2 separate regions of the Rattus norvegicus genome follow, and region 2 is linked to region 1. The links are chromatin contacts, called in public Hi-C maps. All regions are on one chromosome and are shown on one strand. Each heading gives the region's core, a stretch centred on a gene start, on an enhancer-like site or on the middle of the called end of the contact. The rest is flanking DNA. Distances are from core to core; before and after follow the strand shown.

Region 1 (6,567 bases), core at 2,478-4,977:
CAATGCTTACAGGCACTTGTGTGAGGCTGGCTATGCAAAGCTCAAGGATGAGTGTGAGAGTGAGTGTGGGCAGGAAGACTCGTGTCGAGCCAAGGCACTGAGGAAGGGGCAGGTGGGCAGGAAGAAAACAGAGCCACCTGCTATGGTGTGAGGTTCTGGGCTGCTCTGGTGAGCAAAGACCAGGAAGAAGGTCCTCGAAAGGGGCCCCTGGTGACCCCAGCAGGGGAGCATCTGCAGGAAGTGCATGGCCTCATATATGACTGCCACTCTCAGGCCCAGACATGCCTAGCTCCTTGCAGGTTCCTCACGGGGCACAGATGCCAAAGACGTGGGCAAACAGGTTTGAGGAACACAAAACCAACCCGAAGCTTTCTCCTCTCTCTTGGACAAGGCACCAGGCTTGAGCCATCTCCCCTAGGCTGCAAGAATTCTTTCTAAATGGTGTCTGTCCCCCTCTTGTCTTTGCTAAAGTCACTTACAAGCCTCTGGATCAAACCTACATACACACAATGTTCAAGCCACACAGACTCTGCCCTCCCCTACCCCTGGAAGCCCATGGTAATCTATTTCTATCATTCCCCAACTCCCACCTCTGCCTTCTGAGATCCATATGGGGGCCTTCTGAGTTCTGTCCTGCCATTTCCTGTTTCCTCTTCCTGAGGCACCTTCATACTCTGCTCACTGTCTGAGGTGGTCCCTCTACCCTGGCTCTGGTCACTAGCACCTTCCCTGTGATTGGCAGCTTCACAGGGTGGACCTCAAGGCCCTGTACCTGTACCAGACCTCACTTGGTTTTAGGGGTATCACAGCTGCTGGTCATCCTGGACCAATTCCCATCAGAGATCCCTGATCCTGCCAGAAGCCAGAGGTTGATGGGGATGGAGGCTTCGAGGAGGAAATGGAGGGCGGAGTGTGCAACAGAGGCATGGAAGGATGCTCGCCCACACCTGCTGGACACTCAGCAGGGAAAAGGTCACCTCAGTTAGCATCAGGACACGGCTAGTGGACAGGAGGACCACTTCAAAGGCTGACACCAAAATGGTCTTGTCTCAGCGACAGTGAGCTTTCCCTTGTCTACTCCCTGCCCTGGCAAGGTCCTAAATTGCCAGAGGAGGGATATCTGGACCATTCACAGGCCAGAATGCTGAGTTTGCTGTTCACGCCACATGACTGAGCCCCAGAAGCACCCTCCCAGCCCATGTAAAGACCAGACCCCTCGTTCCTGCTTCATTGACAGCTCTGGGTGCACCTTATCCTGTCTGAACCCCTGGAAATGGGCTCCCAGAGCAACACCAGATTGCCGACTGCTCCTAAGAGAGACTAATAGTCAATCATTGACCACATTAGCCAATGACTCCTTACTCTTTCCTGCTAAGCACTTACATGTTATCTTGGTGTCTTCACCAGGCTGTTTCCTGAGAGGGTTCTGGAGGTTACAGCGAGATGGTTCTAAGCTTAGATAGAATGACCACATGACTTACCCAGCCTGGAATAGTCCCATCTTGTGTCTGCCATCCCAGAGTCATTACTGACATGCTCGGTGTCCTAATCTGATTCTACATTGGGTGACCCTCTCATGGGCCCTGCTCAGAGAGAACACAGTGTGATGTTCCCTAGAGGAGCAACGGGGCCAAAAGAGTCAGACACCAGAGGGCACCAGTGAGCTGTGTTTGTCTGGCTTGTCTCTGGCAGGGCCCAGGTCCTGCGGGAGGGTAGGTGGAGACCAGCTGAGGAAGTGCCCAGCCAGCTTCCTGACAGAGCTCCAGTTCAGGCCTGCTGCAACCCAACTGGGTCCACCTCTTCCATCTGCCCTGAAGAGAGAACCCAACTAGGCATGAGAGTCCAGGAGGGAAGGGAGACACTAGTCCCAGTCCATCCAGCCTGGCCAGCCTCCTGTCAGACCCACCTTGGGCTCCACAGTAGGCTTAGAACACTCTGACTTAGATGGAATTGGATGCAGCTGTATTTCTGTTATTTCTGTGTGACCTCAGGCGCATTATTAACCCCTCTAAGCGCAGTTGACTCTCTTAACAAGAGTGTCTCCTTCCTTAGGCTGGCGTGAGCTCGTGCTCTAAAGAACAAGAAGCCTGTGGCTCCGTTCCTGGCACCGAGATGAATATTTTTGGCAAAGAAGCAGGCAGCTGTATGACAGAAGTCACCTCAGTGTCAGACAGAGCCTCGTTCAGATGGACAGACACCTATGCATAAGGTAGAGAACAGACAGACACCTGTTTGTCCAATATGGTTCCAGATGGCACAACTATTAATAACACCCTCTTCCCTCTTGTGGTGTCCCAGTTTGAGGATCAACTCCATAGTGCTACCTACAAGGCATCAACTATGTGCCAGGGTTGGTGACAGGCATGGGGGATGAGGAGGGAGATGGTGTCCCAACTGCCAGATCTCACTGCTCCTCGAGGACACAGACCAGGAAATGAATCGGGAAGGTGGGGTTGGCCATACTGCTGGAAGTCCCCACAAGAACCTGCCAAGAGACATCTTAGGATAGATGGACCTGTCTTGGTTTATTCAGAATCGTAGTATTTTAGTATTTTTCCAGCTGTAGAAGCTACATAAAAAGAATCACTATGTAGCTCATGGCAATCCTCCTGCCTTGGGTTCCCAAGCACTGGGGATTTTTTTTTAATTACATGTATTTATTTGTCTCTGTGTATGCTGGACAAACAGGCGTGCGTTCTCTACTTTGTTATAGGGGTGCAGCTACGGGTGCAGGTCAGAAGGGGACAACTTGTAGGAGCTGGTTCTCTCCTCCTACCCTGTGGGTCTCTTGGTCAGATTCAGGTGGTCAAGCTTCATGGTAACTGCCATTTTAGGCTGAGCCATCTGGTCAACCAGCACTGGGATTATTACAGGCATGGGCCATGTCCAACTAGAAGTGGTGCTAATCCATTTTCTGCAACACACACATACACACACACACACACACACACACACACACACACACGTTAAAAGAATTACTTTCTTATAGACATCTTTTTCCCCCTTTGGTCATGGTTTCTGTCCTCTTGGAAAGTGCAGGAACATGGTTGTGGTCCAGGGCCACACTCTGAGAGGAGCTACCTCTTTGCTCCACACTAAGGCCAGAAACACCTCATGACATTGAGGGGGAAGAATGGGGGAAGGGAGAAAATGATGGACGAGGTTATAGTGTGCTCTGAACTAGCCAGGATCCTCCTGGGCATCTGAATTGTTTTACAGGAGGACAGTGCCCTGATCCAAGGTCTAGAGACAGTCACATGCCGATCCTAGAACCAGGGATGCTTGCGAGGTGCAGGCATCTCAGGGCCAAATCCCTTACCAGCATCCCACAGTGGACTCTCCCAAGCCCCTGCCTTGTCTGGACGCTTCCTTGGTCCTTCTGAGCTAGGTCCTCTCTGAGTCCTGCTCAGCTAACTTGAGGGCACCCACTGCTGGGCAGCAAAGTCTCCTTGTCCATCCACCAATGTCACTGGGGAACTTTGTCCTGCTTCTCAGCAGAGCATGTCCTGACCCCATCCCACAATATCCTGGGTGACTGCATGAAAACCCCAGAGCTCCCCAGCACTGGAGGAGGTTTGCCTTATTTAGACATGGTGCCCTGGAGGAAGGAGAAAGGGAAGGAGGGGGAGGGGATGACAAGTAGATAGGCACGACGGAGAAGGAAGGAGGCTGGAGGATTCTGGGAACCAAGGGTCATGATGACATCATCACAGGAGGGTTTTGCTGGGGTCAGTGGGTGGGGGCGGGGTCCAGTGGCTGGGGCCCGTGGTGACTCATTTATAGGAATGGGCTTTGTGTCTGCAGCAGTCATTTATTTAGTAAGCCATTAATTGTTTCAACACTCGTTTATTGAGTTGTTATTATGCTTCAGGCCCAGGACCAGGCTTCAGAAGACAGATCACTGCCAGGGCCAGGAGGAAGCTCACGGCCCAAAGGGGAAAGATGAGGCCACTGCTATGTGTGGGTGTGTACAGGATTCGGAAGGACCTGAGACAGGCATTCTAGTGTGTGGCAGACAGAGGCAACAGGAGGTAGTGGCCAAGAAAGACTCCAGCGGGAGGGAAGGTAGGGAACGGGGGAGGCCTAGGGTATAAATATAGGTGGAGGGGGAGAGGGAGGAGGACGGAAGGAGAGGTGAGCAGGAGGAGGAAGAGGAAGAGTACATACTGGAAGGCTGGAAGGAGGGCTCAGGAGGCGTAGGGAACTGACAGGCACCTGAGACATGGTGACAATGTGACAGGGGCTCCTGCTGCCAAGCTGCTGGCCTGAGTTTGATCCCTAGGAAAGAGAGTCCACCCCGATAAGTGGAAAGGGTAAGCCTTAATGGAGGGCAGAGTTTGCCAGACCCCACAGTCAACAGCAGTGGAGTCAGAGCGACTGTAGCTTGTGGCCACCTGGAAACCCCCTCCTGCCACACCTGAGGATCCCCTGCTTGATGTCTGCACCCAGCTCCTGAGCTGTCATTGCTAGTACCATGGTCCTTAATAGCAGGCAAGTCCAAGTCACTCATTCCTGGCCAGCGTCAGTTCTCAAGAGAGTCATCTGACTCCAGGGCTCCTGGCTCCCAAATGGAAGCCTGCCTGCTTCTGTGTAGAGCCTGCCATCTTTGTCAGTCTTCCACATATCTGGGGAGATCACTGGGCTTCCCTTCTAACAGTCAGACCACAGGAGGCCATAGACTCCAGGAGGGACTTTCAGCCTTGAGATTCTTTTCTTCGAACAGGAGACCAGGCGTGAACCTTCCCACAGGCCCTGGGTGTTATGGTGGCTTCTGCAGGGGCTTCCCCAGACCCTGTTCCTCCAGAAGCACGAAGCCACCCCCCACCTGGCCTGGGTCACCATCACTGCCCATTTCTTCCAGTCACTGAAGTCCCAAACATATTTGTGCTTTCCCTGCTGTCATTAATTCGAGTCTATTTCAAGGGAAACGAGGTAGTCTGCCTGCTTCTGATTCATGCCCATTGAGCTCATCAAAACCAGAACAATTTGGTAATAGCTGTTGGGTTTACTGGACGCCCTCTGGGATCTGTGAAGAAAAAAAAAATCTCTGTTCCTCGGAAACAGGAAGTTTCAACAGAAGGAAGGACAGTTGCAAAAATCAACATTTGAATTGTCTCTGCCTGTTGGAGAGGCGTGTTCAGTGTTCCAATCTGCTAGCCGGCAGACAATCCACACCTATGTGTGTAGGGACTGGGAGCAAGGGGATTTTAAAAGAAGAGCTTCTGTTTGGGGAGAGTTGCAGTATTTCCCAGAATGCCATCCTGAGTGCAGAGGGGAGGGGCTGGGGGTTGGGGGGTTGGGGACTGGGGGCTGGGGACTGGGGACCTGGGAAACTGGTTGCAAATTCACACAACAGAAATTTACTTTATTGAAATTCTGGAGGCTGGCTGACTTTCCCTTTGTCTTCCCCTGGTTGTTCCCCTGTGTCTAAACCACAAGCTATATGCGATAGCTCACTCCTGTAATCACAGCACTGGGGAGGCAAAAGTCAAACACCGAACGTCTGAGCCAGCCTGGGCTACATATAGCAAGCTCCAGGTTAGTCTGGGTTACACAGTGAGAGTTCATTTCAAAAAAAAAACCAACAATACAATAAAAGCGTATTGGTCACATTGGAGTAGGGCTTATGACCTCATGGTAATTATCTCTTTGAAGGTCTTTTCTCAGCTAGGCACAGGCCTGTGATCCCAGCACTCAGGTTGATAGATGTTTAGGGCCTTCTTCAGTTATACATTGAGCTTGAGTCTAGCCTGGGCTACATGAGACCCTGTCTCAAAAAAAATAAGTAAATAAATAAACCATAAATACAAAAATAAATGCCCTTTCTCTAAATATTGTCACATTTAGAGGCCCTGGGGGCTTTGGTCTCAATATGTAAATCTGGAGGAATGGAATAGCAACCCCCGGCCATGTCTTTCTCTTTGGTTAGTGTCTGCAGTTAGAGTCCTGAATGAGGTCATCACAGGGCTTTGTATAGAAGAGCGGCTGCCAGGCCACCAGGCCACCAAGCCACCAGTTCTGGTTCACACCTTGCTCCTTCACGTAAGTATCGAGGTGATAGAACCCCAGTGCCCTCAGAAACATGAGAAACATATTCTCTGTATCACAGGCAGCGTAAGTGAGGACCCAGAAAGTTCTTCAGTGTAAGAGGCAGGGTCAAGCCCAGAACACGCAGAGTGCTCACGAGATTCAAGTTCTCTTCCTAAGCATGTTTTCCTCCTGGAGATTCTTCCCACAGGAAACTAAGGACATTTCCCAGGACCTCTCTAGGGAGGAATCAGGTACGAAATCTAAGAAGTAAAGACTAAGATACCAGGTCCCCTGACAGCCCACAGCTGAACACCGATGGCTGGCCCTTAGTTCCTCAAACCTGGGGGCACTAAGACACTAGGGTACCTTGCAGACTGTGGAATTACTAACCCTCATCTGACTCAAGATCTTCGGGATCAGTACTGTGTCCAAAGGGCTCTAAGCTAGATGTGGTGGTGGTTGCTTATAACCTCAGAGTATTGGATTAGAAGCAACAGATTTAAAAGTTCAAGGACAGCCTTGGATGTTACAGGAGAT
Region 2 (6,567 bases), core at 1,657-4,156, 590 kb after region 1:
GGGACAAGTAGATGAGCCTAGCTCCCTAATGGCTGCCAGGGCCCAGGCTCTGACCCTAACAACCAGGGAGATGAAGGCCGGCACCTGAGAATACTACATCTATGTTCTGCCGTGCACAAGATGGTGAAAGTTCAGAAAACCACACTGGAGGCCATTCAGTGGCTTAAGGTTTTCTATCCAAAGTACTTTCCTGTCTTGGAAAATTATTCGGAATGTAACGTGAATGAATCTTCTTTTCTTCCTATATGAAGGTTACCTTCATGTAACAAGTCCAGAAATAAGCTAGCCAGCCATGGTGGCATTAGCCTATAATCCTAGGATTTGGGAAGTAGAGGCCAGAAGACTAGGAGCTCTAGAGAATCCTTGGCTAATTAACACGTTCAAGACCAGCCTGGGCTACCTGAGACCCTGTCTCTAACAATAACAACAATAACAATAACAAACAAGGGTGGGAAGACGGCTCAATGGTAAAGCACTTGCCACTCAATCATGGGGATCTCAGTTTAATCCCTGGAACTCGGCTAAAGGTGGGAGAAGAATGACATGACAGTATTGTCCTGTGACCTCAACACATGCACTGTGGCACATGAGCCGTCCCCCTCCACACGCACACAGTCACACACAGACACACATGCTCACACACATATATCATGCACACACATTATTCAGAAGTAATAAATGTTAACTCTCAATGCCTTAAAAGCAACAAAGCATTCTGTAGAGGTAGCCATTTTTCTGACAGAAGTCTCCTCTAGCCACTACACCAGCCCACCTCAGTGCAGACAAGAGCTTCCTGCCTCTTGCGTAAATTAAATTTTCTGGTTAGATTTCTTTCCTCGTTCCACCCCGATCATCACCTCAACCCAGTCACAGAAAATGACAAGCTCACTCACTTGGAGCTGGGGAGGGGCTGCATGGGGAAGAAAAGCTGTAACTGCTTCTGCCTTGGGGCTTTGGTCCCTGTGTCAGTTCTTTAAGTGCTGAATCTCAGAAGCAAGAACAGGGCAAAGGAAGCCAGTCTGCCTCAGGCTTCACCTATGCAAAAGGACGTCCCCACCCATCTCATCTCCACAGTGCAAGCAGGCGCCCTTCACAACAGCCCTAATTCCCAGCTGCAGGTAGGAAGTAGTGCTCTTCTAGACTGATACCCTCCGAAGGACCCTGCAACATCTCATGCAAGTGTTGTCTATTTCCATCTGCCCTGGCTAGTTTTATGACAACCTGACACAAGCTAGAGTCATCTGAAAGGAGGGAACCTCAACTGAGAAAAGGCCCACGTGAGATCCGGCTGTAGGGCCTTTTTCTTAATTGATTGACGGAGGAGAGCCGAGCCCTTAGTGGGTGGTGCTATCCCTGGGTTTTATAGGAAAGCAGGCTGAGCAAGTCATAAGTGAGTAAGCCAGGAAGCAGCACTCCTCCATGGCCCCTGCATCAGCTCCTGCCCTCTTCAAGTTCCCGTCCTGACTTCCTCTGACGATGAGCTGTGATATAGGAGCAGAAGCCGAATAAGCCCTCTCCTCCCCGAGCTGTTTTGGTCTTGGTGTTTCATCCCAGCAGTGGTAACCTTAACTAAGACACCATCTTTTTGGAGGAAGCAGCTTTGAAAGATGGCTTAACTGTAATCTGGTATACAGTTAGAAGGGGAAACCGGGTCCTCCTTCAACTAGGGATCTGAAACAAAAGGAGGCACAGCCTTTGGTAAGAGAAGTGAGCTCCTTCTCCAGCCGGAGACAAAGCCTTTCCGGAGATGCCTTCTGTGACTTGCGACAAACTCGACAAATGCGCCAGTTTATCTGGTGTTTGGTGAACTACATGGTCACCTCAGTGTAGTCTGCAGTCCCCAGAGTCACTCATTAGCTCCAGACTTAAAGGTTAACGAGAGAAAACATCTTTAAGTCGGTTGATGGCTAATGCAAAAAGGCCCCCAACCTGCTCCACTGCACTAACACCGTAATTGCGCTATTTCGGGCTGTCCAGATGATTACATTTGATTGCATGCTACTGTATATGAACAAATGTATAATCATAAAATGTGCACCTAAATTACAAGCTACCTTGCTCAAGGCTTCTTTCTAAATTTAGGTATTCGATGCCACGGAGAAAAACGAGCCAATCAATTATCAACCAAATTAATCATCTCCAAATGAGCTGATCTGGGGAAAGATTTAGAAATGAATTTTCCCACACAGAACAGAATTCTATATGTTGTATTCAACATATATGTCCCACGTGCTGGTGAGATGGCTCAGGGGGTAAGGCGCTTACTGCTCTCGCTCAAGGAGCTGTGTCTGAATGTCCATTAATTACAACAACAACAATAGTAATAGTAATTCTAGGCATGGTGGCACACATCTGGATTCCTAGCACTGGGCATGGGAAGATACATTTAGACCCTGGAAACTTACTGGTCAGCCAAATTCTGTGTACCACCACAGCTGGTTTTGTAATTTATTTTCTTATCAGTGGAAGTCAGAAGAGCATTATGAAATTAATTCTCTCCTTCTGCCTTTAACTGGGCCCCAGGGATTGAACTTAAGTTGCTAGACTCTTGTGACAAGTGCCCTTTACCCACTTGTCAGGCATATATGTATATATGTATGTACACACACACACACACACACACACACACACACACACCTGAGACACACAGGGCTGAGGCATCACCCCATCTCTCTCTCTGTGTGTGTGTGTGTGTGTGTGTGTGTGTGTGTGTGTGTGTGTGTGTGTGTGAGATTGAGTTACTGCGCTCAAGCTATCTAGGTTCTTTGGAGAAAGGAAAATGCCTCATAGCTCGTTTCTAATGGCTAGATGTGGCCTTAAATAGAAAGTGCATTCCCCAGGGTGTGTTTTGAGGCCTTTGGCACTACAGAAGAAAAGTTTGGATCTGACACATTCTGAAACCTCTGGCTGGGTCCATTTCCTCCTGGAAGAACTCATGGGAAACATGGTCTAGTGGGAGGAAGCCCTCCAATCAGACTGTCCCCTTCTGAAGGCCCCACTGTGTGTGTTCCCAGCAGACGTGGCTCCAAGTTGATGAAGTCAGTGAATGAACGTAGGTGAATCCTGACGAAGTGTCATCTAAAATTTTGGAGGATCAGAGGGTGAGCCCCATTTCAGTAATAAAGATGGAGAGGAGCAGAAGCTGAAACCTTTCAGAGAGCAGAGTCTTACAGCTGCAGCCCAGAGCAGCCCAACCCTGCTGGCCCTGCCTCTGTCCTCAAAGAATAACACCAGCTTTGCTTGGCCTGTTGCATCAGCTGCTACACTCTGCCCTTCCCTTCCCCACCCCAGGAAGTGGTAAGGAGAGTTAAGTAACAGCCTGTGAGGCAACCACTCAGGGCAGCTGGAAATCTGGGGGAGGCTGTCTCTCTCCTTCCAGCCAGGCTCCACCCAACAGTCTCTCCTTAAATTCAAATCCATGGGGGAAAAAAGTGCTCAACTGCCAGAGTCCTCCCCACTCTCCCGACACTGCTTTATCCCCAGTACCCACAACGTAAAAGGAGAAATAGGCCCCTGCAAGTTGTCCTCTAGCCTCCACATGTAGGCCTATGGTTTTTAGGGGTGATGTGCACGTGCACGCGCGTGCATGTGTGCTAAATAAACAAATAAATGTTAAAAAGTATTTTAAAAGACTTTTTTTGGACTAAAGAGATGGCTCAGTAGTTAACAGTACCTACTGCTCTTGCAAGACCCAGGTTTGGTTTCCAACACCCACATCACGTAGCTCACAACTCCAGTTCTGGAAGAGGCCGGAAGGGGGCATCAGCTCTCCTAGAGCTAGCGTTACAGACAGTTGTTAGCTGCCCTGTGGGCGCTCAGAATTGAACACAGGTCCTCTAGAACAGCAGTCAGTGAGTGCACTTAACCGCTGAGCCATCACCCCAGCCCCATGTAACCCTGGCTGCCCTGGATCTCAGAGAGCCCCGTCTCTGCCTCCCCAGTGCTGGGACTAAAGGTGTGTGCCACCTCTTCCCCACGACTTTTTCTTTTTTTTTCTTTTCTTTTTTTTTTTTTTTTTTGGTTCTTTTTTTTCAGAGCTGGGGACCGAACCCAGGGCCTTGCGCTTCCTAGGTAAGCGCTCTACCACTGAGCTAAATCCCCAGCCCCGACTTTTTCTTAATTAAAAGAAAAAGGACCTAGGACAATATACTTGCCTCAAAGGCTATATTAGCTATCATTACGTGCAAATTCTCTATTTTTAAATTACTATTGTTGCTGTTGTTACCACGAAGATGCTTGCTGACATAGGGCCTCACTCTGTAAACAGGACCAGCCCTGATCACGCGGTGATCCTCCTGCCTCGGCCTATTAAGTGCAGGGGTTACGGGTTTTCCCTACCATAACCAGATCATGTCTTTTACTAATAGATGTTGCTGTTAGATTCTAGCAGGCTTGAAAGTCGAGGATGGACCCCCTCCCTCATAATCAGCATCTTGTAGAGTCAGGAACCCACACTGCAGAACTTTGATTACAGGTTAGAACAGGCCTGGGTGGAGCCATGACATTCTGAAACTGTCCACGAGATCATAGGATTACTATCTAGTTAGAGGTTTTCTGGTAAAGAGCAAAGACATACTAATTGTCCCTTCAGAGTTAATGCAAATGGCCCTGTCCATCACCTAGATAAGGAAATGCCCTTTGGGAAGCTGGCTGTTCCAGAAACTTTAAGAAAGACCACAAAACCAACCTAAAATGTAGGTTGAAAGAATGATCTCTCTGGCCACTGTCACCCCCTCAGATTGTTTCCCTCAGCAGTGCTCTCTCTGCCCCCTCTCGCCTTCCCCGTGCTAGATTCTAGCTTCTAGATTGAACTTTGTGCTGCTTGACTGATGATCTTTGGTTGTGCTTGTGGACATGCTCGTGCTTGTCTAGAGGACTAGCGGGGACTAGAGGACAGCTCTATGGAATCATTTCTCTCTGTGTTTATAGGGATTCCAGAGATTGAACTTACACTGCCAGACTCATGCTACAAGCAGATTCACCCGCTGGGCTGTTTCCCCACTAGCCCATTTCTGAGTTCTTCCTATGTAGATCACCAGGCCCAGGGAGCTGAGGGGATCCCAGAGTGAGATCTGAGTTACAGTCCTAGCTGGTGCTCTGTGGAAGGGTGGCCAGTTGCCCTGGGTCTCGTGCTCCTGAGAAATGCAGCCTCAGGTTGAGTAGACACATGAGCATGTCTGGATGAGGCGTGAGCTGTGGCTCCTAGTCTTCTGAGATCCTGGTTTAAGAACTACTTCTTGCTGGGCAGTGGCAGAGCACGACTTTAATCCCAGCACTCGGGAGGCAGAGGCTGACAGATCTCTGAGTTCCAGGCCAGCGAGAACTACTTTTGGCTGTGAGATCAAGGGCTACAGATGCCACCTCAAGAACTTGGACTTTTCCCAGATTCTGGGAAACTTGTGCTGAAAGTTCAAGTGTGATACGGATTAGAGACTGGATAGACGCTCGGCATGTGCAGTCTTGTTGGAGGTCGTGTGCTCTTTGAACCACTTCTGAGAGCTGAAAGCCTCTGCAGACTTGAGTGCCCAACCAGATTCTCTTGCTGGTGATTCTTCTAACCCCTTTCTGACTCTGCTCTATACACCCAGGGTCTGGGGAAGGAGATGACTTTTTGAGGCAGAGGCTATATAGTCTCGGTTAGTCTGGAACTTGTCATTTCCTGCATGCTGGAACTACCCAGCACCAGCACACAGTGTGCAGCCTCACCCTGACCCTTGCTCTACTTTTAGGATGCATTCCTTCTTAAATATTCCTAATTGTCTCAGAGGAGCAGGAAGCATCCTTCCTTCCTTTTAGGCAAGTAGACCCCAGGCTTTCATGCTGTTGGCTGAAAGCTAGATTTCCTCAGGGCCCTGTAGACACAGTCCTACCCACTGTGGGGTTAGCTCCAGGGAGAGTTCATAGGCTCATGGGAAGCTTAGGAGGAGAGGACCTCAATGTGTCACGAAAGGCTCCCCACTAGTCACAAGTCCCTGTATAGTTGAGTAAGCCACCCTGGCACCTGCAACGCTCCTCAGAGGAACAGTAAGTAAAGGGGATGTGAGTTAGGCAAGCCAGTGCTGCAGAACAAGGAACGTGCAGGAGCTCAGAGAGGGCGTAAGGAGGTGGTCCTGTGAGCAAGAGGACCGGGTAGACCTGGAGCGAACCTGGAGCTGGTTCAGTGAAGGCCTGAAGCAGGGGATGGAGGTCCAAACCGGTGTGACCAAATCATCTTCCCCTTTTGCCTAACAAAGGGATTATGTGACAACTAGAACACAGTCATGTGTGTCAACTGGAACACAGCCATGTGTGTCAACTAGAACACAGCCATGTGTGTCAACTAGAACACAGCCATGTGTGTCAACTAGAACACAGCCATGTGTGACAACTAGAACACAGCCATGTGTGTCAACTAGAACACAGCCATGTGTGTCAACTAGAACACAGCCATGTGTGTCAACTAGAACACAGTCATGTGTGTCAACTAGAACACAGCCATGTGTGTCAACTAGAACACAGTCATGTGTGTCAACTAGAACACAGCCATGTGTGTCAACTAGAACACAGCCATGTGTGTCAACTAGAACA

What was found. A called contact is a pair of places that touch in the nucleus more often than the background predicts.
Region 2: a Hi-C map of Schwann cells shows a contact between it and region 1, with 4 times the contacts expected there. The contact joins two enhancer-like sites. A contact is called at or near these places in 11 of 12 Hi-C or Micro-C datasets (the A7r5 cell line, the Rat2 cell line, Schwann cells and 7 more).

The regions. Positions count from the first base shown.
Region 1 is chr6:29,975,529-29,982,095 of GRCr8, forward strand. It overlaps the pseudogene Pym1-ps2. Among named protein-coding and RNA genes, the nearest start is that of Plb1, 49 kb to the left of the region's middle. Within about 2 kb of position 3,728, at least 8 of the 93 cell types and tissues checked have an H3K27ac peak or open chromatin away from gene starts, as enhancers often do. A contact at or near this core is called in the A7r5 cell line and Schwann cells, where this site is marked.
Region 2 is chr6:30,562,500-30,569,066 of GRCr8, forward strand. No RefSeq gene overlaps it. Among named protein-coding and RNA genes, the nearest start is that of Mrpl33, 12 kb to the left of the region's middle. Within about 2 kb of position 2,907, at least 24 of the 93 cell types and tissues checked have an H3K27ac peak or open chromatin away from gene starts, as enhancers often do. A contact at or near this core is called in the A7r5 cell line and Schwann cells, where this site is marked.